2 separate regions of the Canis lupus genome follow, and region 2 is linked to region 1. The links are chromatin contacts, called in public Hi-C maps. All regions are on one chromosome and are shown on one strand. The core of a region is the stretch at or near the end of the contact, and the rest is flanking DNA. Distances in the headings are between cores, read along the strand shown. Region 1 holds the start of ZBTB45 (zinc finger and BTB domain-containing protein 45). Region 2 holds the start of ZNF8 (zinc finger protein 8).

What was found. A called contact is a pair of places that touch in the nucleus more often than the background predicts.
Region 2: a contact with region 1 is called in a Hi-C map of skin fibroblasts, with 3 times the contacts expected there. The contact joins the promoter of ZNF8 here to the promoter of ZBTB45 in region 1. A contact is called at or near these places in 2 of 9 Hi-C or Micro-C datasets (blood and skin fibroblasts).

What each region holds. Positions count from the first base shown.
Region 1 is chr1:100,151,231-100,154,441 of UU_Cfam_GSD_1.0, forward strand. ZBTB45 (zinc finger and BTB domain-containing protein 45) reads left to right here and starts at 1,509. Exons shown (of 4, transcript XM_038527505.1): 1 at 1,509-2,812.
Region 2 is chr1:100,407,178-100,410,388 of UU_Cfam_GSD_1.0, forward strand. ZNF8 (zinc finger protein 8) reads right to left here and starts at 1,505. Exons shown (of 4, transcript XM_038527508.1): 1 at 1,326-1,505. The coding sequence starts at 1,391. It overlaps LOC119875914 (zinc finger protein 883-like), which reads right to left. Exons shown (of 3, transcript XM_038525517.1): 3 at 1,515-1,936. The coding sequence ends at 1,515.

The DNA of each region.
Region 1 (3,211 bases), core at 259-2,758:
GAGAGGCAGAGACACAGGCAGAGGGAGAAGCAGGCTCCATGCACCAGGAGCCCGACGTGGGATTCGATCCCGGGTCTCCAGGATCGTGCCCTGGGCCAAAAGCAGGCGCTAAACCGCTGCACCACCCAGGGATCCCAACGGTGGCATTTATCAGAAACTTACTGTGTGCAGACCCTGAGTCTCTGGCAGCTTAATCCATTTTCTATTGCTACTTAACAAATTACCACAAACTCAGTAGCTTAAAACAACACACATCTATTAGCTTACTTTTCTGCTGGTCAGAAATCCAGGCAGTGACCTCTGCTCTAGGTCTCACAGAGGCTGCAATCAAGTTTTGGGCAGGACTGGGCTCTTATCTGAAAACTCTGGGGGAAAATTGGCTTCCCAGCTCATTCAGGCAGTTGGCAGATTCCAGTTCTGTGCAGTTGTAGACTGAGGTCCCATTTTCCTTGCTGGCTGTCATGTGAGCCTCTTTTCAGATTCTGGACACCCGCCCCCCCCCCATATTTCTTGTCACATGGGGTTTCAAAGCCCCTGGAATCCTTCTACTTCAATTCTCTCTTTTTCCCTCCTCTGCCTTGAAAGGCCTATGATTACCTTTGGCTTATCCAAGCAATCAAGGATCATCTCATTTTAAGGTCAGCTGGTTAGTAACCTTAATTATATCTGCCATGTACTGTTACTATGTATAAGTCCTGGATATGGGGGACACCTAGGTGGCTCAGCAGTTGAATGTTTGCTTTCAGCTCAGGGCATGATACCGGGTCCCGGGATCGAGTCCCGAATCGGGCTCCCTGCATGGAGTCTGCTTCTCCCTCTGTGTCTCTGCCTCTCTCTCTCTCTCTCTCTGTGTGTGTCTCATGAATAAATAAAATCTAAAAAAAAAAAAAAAAAAAAAGTGCATGGGCAGCCCCAGTGGCACAGTGGTTTAGCGCCGCCTGCAGTCCCACGTCGAGTCCCTGGAGACCCTGGATGGAGTCCCTGCATGGAGCCTGCTTCTCCCTCTGCCTGTGTCTCTGCCTCTCTCTCTCTCTCTCTCTCTGTCTGTGTGTGTGTGTGACTATGAATAAATAAAATCTTTAAAAAAAAAGTGCATGGAATCTTGGAAGGGGTATTTTAGAATTCTGCTCCCCTGTGACTGACAATGTCCCAGAATCCTGTGGAATCAGGCCCACGACAGGGTGAAGCTGCTGTTAGCACCTCCTTTCCTGATTCAGTAGTAGTAGCAGCAGCTGCCTGTCAAGGTGAGGGACACAGATGACTCCTACCCTTACAGGCCCTGTGATAGAAGACAGGGAGGCCTTCATTCAGGAGAGTCCCTGGAGGAGGTAGTGGCAGCTGAGCTATGTGAGAGAGTGCTACAAAAAGAGGGAATGGCACGAGCCAGCCTTGAGGTAGGTAGAACCAAGGAAGAATGAGCAGTGATAGGATTGGAGAGGGGCTACTGAGGCTGGGCAGGCCATCCAGAGGGGCCCAGATTCTGAAGAAAGACACTAAGGCCATTAGATTTGAGTTTTAATAAGGTTCCTCAGGGCATGGGCCACAGGATAGGCTGTCAGTACGGACAGTGGTTCCTCTCTTGACCTTTAACACATCTACAATACAGCTGCCCAAGGTGGGAGGCAGGTACTCTAATCTTGTCCTCATAGGTGAAGCTAAATCAGCACCCCTTCTCCCCCCATGCTGTATTCCACACATACTGAACAAGGCATGGGGTCCTCTGAGGTCTCAGGAATCTTCTGACTTTTTTGTCGTCCTGCCTGCCCTCTGGCCCTCATGAACAAAGCTTAAAACTAGGCCAGCCCACCATTCCAGCCTCACCATCAAGCCTGGTTCACGGTGTCCTGGATAGCCAACCCCATCAAGGTCCTTGAAGACCACGGCTGTTTCCTCTGCCCGGACAGCTCTTCCTACATATTCTGTCCCCTAAAGTGACTTCTGGTCTTTGGAGTCTGGCTGGTCATCACCATCCTGGCAGACGCACCACCCATCTCACCCCTGCCCTTCTTTTATTCTGAGGTGTCTCTCAGAGGGCTGCATGCAGAAGGCACTTAGTTCAATATCCACTCATTTATTTGTTCACCTCCTGCCCTGGGGCAGGTGGGCCTGCTGTGTGTGTGAGGAGGTAGGCGGCATAGAGACAGGCCACCTCCACCTTCTACCTGGACTCAGGCTTAGAGACAGAAGGGGCGGAAGGTGGTAGCCAGAGCCTGGGGTGGTGTCTGCTCCCTCATTACACTCGTAGCCGCCGGCGGGAGTGGAGGTAGGCTGCAGAAATGTCTCTGCTCTCCACGCAGGGCTGGAGTCCGGTGGACCAGAGAGGGCGAGCCCTACTGCTGCTTCCATTCATGTTAAGGGCTGAAGGCTGCCACCTGGGGTCGCAGTGCAGTCTGAGCCAGCCGAGACCAATCTGGGGCTTCAGACCGCATTTCCAGCCTGGGTCGCAGCGCTCCAGCTCCAGCACAGCGGGGAGCGCACGGGGGCGTGGCCCGCGGATGGACAGCGCTGGTCCCTTCTCTACCCCGTCCCTAAGGCGACACTGAAAGCGTCCTCTGGCACAGACATTCCTCGCTGCCCCCGCGCCAGAGCCTCTGAGACTTTAGTTCCGAGTCTGCTAGAACCGGAAGTGCAGCCTGGCAGCGGCGGCTGATCGCCATAGAAACACCGGAAACGTGCTCTGACCTAGCGCTCCCCAACTCCACAGCGCCTGCGGACTTGGGTTCCGCCAGCGTCGCAGCCCGAAAGTGCGGCCTTGTCGGTGGCGAGCGGGAGAAGACCACGTCCCGGCCTGGTGCCTGAGGAGGAGCCGGAGGTGGGGTCTTGCGGGCATCCCCCTGCTGCGGGGCCCACCGGCGGCGGGGCGTGCCAGGGGAGGGGTACCGGTGCTGGGCCTGGAGCGCACGCTGTGGACGTGAGGGGGCGCTGCAGGATGGGGGCATGGCTCTGGCAAGCGCGCGGAGGCGGGAAATACAGGCTGTCCCGGTCTGCAGCGGGTGCAGGCGGAGCGCATCAGAGAAGGGGCTCGCGGTTCAGGGGAGGGCGCGAGCAAGTGAGCAGAGTGTGAGAAGGGTGCTTGGATCAAAGTGTATGGGGTGGGCAAAGGCGTGGCAGCGCGAAGCGGCGCCATACCCGGAGGGTGGGCCTTTGTTCTGAAGCGCCAAGAAGGCCGTGCAGCTTCTGGACTGAATCAGAGACCGGGAGCAGGGCGGAG
Region 2 (3,211 bases), core at 255-2,754, 260 kb after region 1:
TTGGTTTTGGTTCAGGTCATGACCTCAGGGTCATGATATCAAGCCCCACACTGGGCTCTGTGCTCAGCATGGAGTCCGTTGGAGATTCTTTCCTTTTCTCTCTCCCTCCACTTGTGCTCTCTCTAAAATAATAATAATAATAATAATAATAATAATAATAATAATAATAATAAAAGGATCCTGTTAGTTTAGCAAGAATTACACCCACCCCTAACCCCAGGTATAAATTCCCACTTTTACTTGTTGTATTTGGAATTGAGTCCAATTCTGTAATGAAGTCTCTTTCTCCTATTCCAAAAGGTTCTGAATAAAATATCTTGACTGAGGGGATTCCTGGGTGGCTCAGTGGTTTAGCACCTGCCTTTGGCCCAGGGCTGATCCTGAAGTCCCAGTATCCGATCCCACATCGGGCTCCCTGCATGGAGCCTGCTTCTCCCTCTGCCTGTCTCTTCCTCTCTCTGTGTGTCTCTCGTGAATAAATAAATAAAAATCTTTAAAAAATATACCTTGACTGCTTTTATTAGTATCCATCTCTGTTTTACTTTAACAAGGCTCATTCCTGCCCCACCCATCCACAGTAAAAGCAAACTAAAGCGTGGTTACATTTAATGGAAATCTGCGATCCCTGGGTGGCTCAGTGGTTTAGTGCCTGCCTTCGGCCTAGGGCGTGATCCTGGAGTCCCGGATGGAGTCCCGCATCAGGCTCCCTGCATGGAGCCTGCTTCTCCCTCTGCTCTGCCTGTCTCATGAATAAATAAATAAAATCTTAAAAAAAAATAAATCTGCAATAACACTATCTGAAAACATGCAAATTGAAGGTTATCAATCTAAAATAATGCAAATCCTTGTAAACAACAAAAGACAGTATGTGCAAAATTTCAAAGACGTGGCCTTCAGGAATTATCAATTATTTTTGGTTCCTGCCACATGGAGATAGCATTTTATGGAGACCACAGTCTAGAATTGCCGAGCTTTGAATCAGGCACCTGCCCAGGTGGCCTTGCAAGCAGGGACCATCCTGGGTTCTAGTGGGCCCCACTGCGCCCCCGGTAGTCGCTCCCGCCACACTAATGCGGTGCGTGGTGACCAGTTCTTACCCTCAGGTTGGGCCAGGGGCCACGCGATGGAGGGCTCTCGGTGGGTGTTTGCTGACTCCATGAATTAGAGCATTTCTATTCTGTTAATATTGTCATCTCGGCGCTCCACTGACACCAGTTACTGTGAGCCATCACACAGCAGGCGGCCTTCAGGGAGCGGGGAAGGCTTAAAGGCTCAATACCTGTGGGAGTCGCTCGGCCCGCTGCCATCATTATTATTATTGTTACCTGAAGCCATTCCGCTGGCAGCCCCGTAGCCATCGCCAGTGCAGTCGGTTCCTCTTCGGGGTTCATCCTGGACCGACAGGTCGAGGACAGTAGCCCGCAATGGCCGTAAACACTATAGCAGCCCCAGCCTCAGGGACCACTCCGCTCTCCGCCCGCCGCACAATGGCGGCCGCGCTGGTGACGCTGCGACTACAACTCCCAGAAGACCGTGCGGCGCGCTGCAGGGCCTGACCAATGGAAGCTTTTATCTGTCGAGCCTTCCACCAATGAGAGCCTTCTGGTTTCGGGCCAATGGGACCGTCCAGCCGTCTGGCCTCCGGCCACTGGGGGCGCTCCTGCAGCAGACCCGGCTAGGCGGTGCTGGGTGGGCAGCTGCGGGCGGTGCTCTCCCAGGTACTGGGCAACTGGGTGTCTCCATGCCCGGGACGAAGGGGAGCGCCGACGAGCTGCGAAGGGATGAGGCTGTGAGGGATCGTCCTCCCCCAGCAGCTGGGGGTTCGCGTCTGCGCGCGGCCGCGGCGCCGGGATGGCCCGCAGGCGCCCGCGTTCCGCGGCGGTGGCTCCCGCGGCCCCGCGTTGAGATGCCAGCTTGCCCTCGCTGGAGGGGTGCCCTGCTTGGAAACCCGGGCCTGGGCGTCCTAGCTGGCCATGCTTTACTCTTCGGAGTATATACAGCCTTTGTACTTAAAACCTATTTCTAGGCGTCAAAATTACACGTGTAATTTTGCGTGTAAACGTTTTGTTAATATCATGGATATGGGGGCTTAGTGACCGGAAGGGGGCAGGCGCGGCTTCTAATGCTGATTGTGTTCTCTTTCTGGATTTGGGATGTTCCCTTTGCGATGTGTCATTTCTGTGGGTCTTTTAGGGTCCATTAAAATTTTTATTAATAAAGAAGAGAGAGGGACGCCTGGGTGGCTCAGCGGTTGGGCGCCTGCCTTCGGCTCAGGTCGTGATCCCGGGATCCGGGATCGAGTCCCGCATCGGGTTCCCTGCGAGGAGCCTGCTTCTCCCCCTGCCTGTGTCTCTGTCTCTCTGTCTCAGTCTGTGACTCTCATATAAATAGATAAGTCTTTTTTAAGAAATAGAAACAATCGAACCGTAGCAAATATTTCACTATTTATTTGTGCTAGAAACCGAGCACAGAGAAGAGATAGCTGCCCCCAAGGGGCTGATGGTGTAGTGAAGAGGGACAGAAAATAAATGAGAAACATGATACATCTATCAATAAGTAGTCATTGGCTGGGATAGAGCAGCTGGCAAAGTCCACACTCGCCCATCACTGTCCTCTCTTCTCTGCCTCTCCTAGCCCTCCCCCCACCCCAAGGACAGCAACCAGTCCGCTCTCTGCAGGGACATTTCCCCTGGACACCCCGCCCACCGCCCAGCGTGACCAGCGCAGAGGTCCCAGGACGCGCATTGGTCAAGCATCTTCATTCACTTGAGCAGGTGGCAGTGGCTGCATTGGGAATCAAGAAACCCGCACTGAATTTGGCCGCTAATGGGTACCAAAACAATTTCCAGGCAGTATTCCTTTCTCGGTGGGCAGAGAAGGTCCCAGGAGGAACTATTGCCTTCCCCTTGGCAGCAGACCCCCAGAGGGTGGGAAAAGGGGAGGGAGGGTTGGGTCTATTATTTTTGTAGGAACAGCCCCGAGTATTTATATGGAATGAGTAACTGGGTTTAACTTTCCTCTTGGTTCTAATGGTGCTGGATCTTCAATGCATGATGTTTCCCTATTGTTTTAATTTTTAATTTTCTATTACTTGTATTTTGTTTTCTCCTGATTATATTATAGGGGTTTGTCTATTGCAATAGTTCTCAAAGTGTGGCCAGGGATACCTGGAGTTCCTGAGACCCTTCCTACCAGTCGGTGACTTCACGCC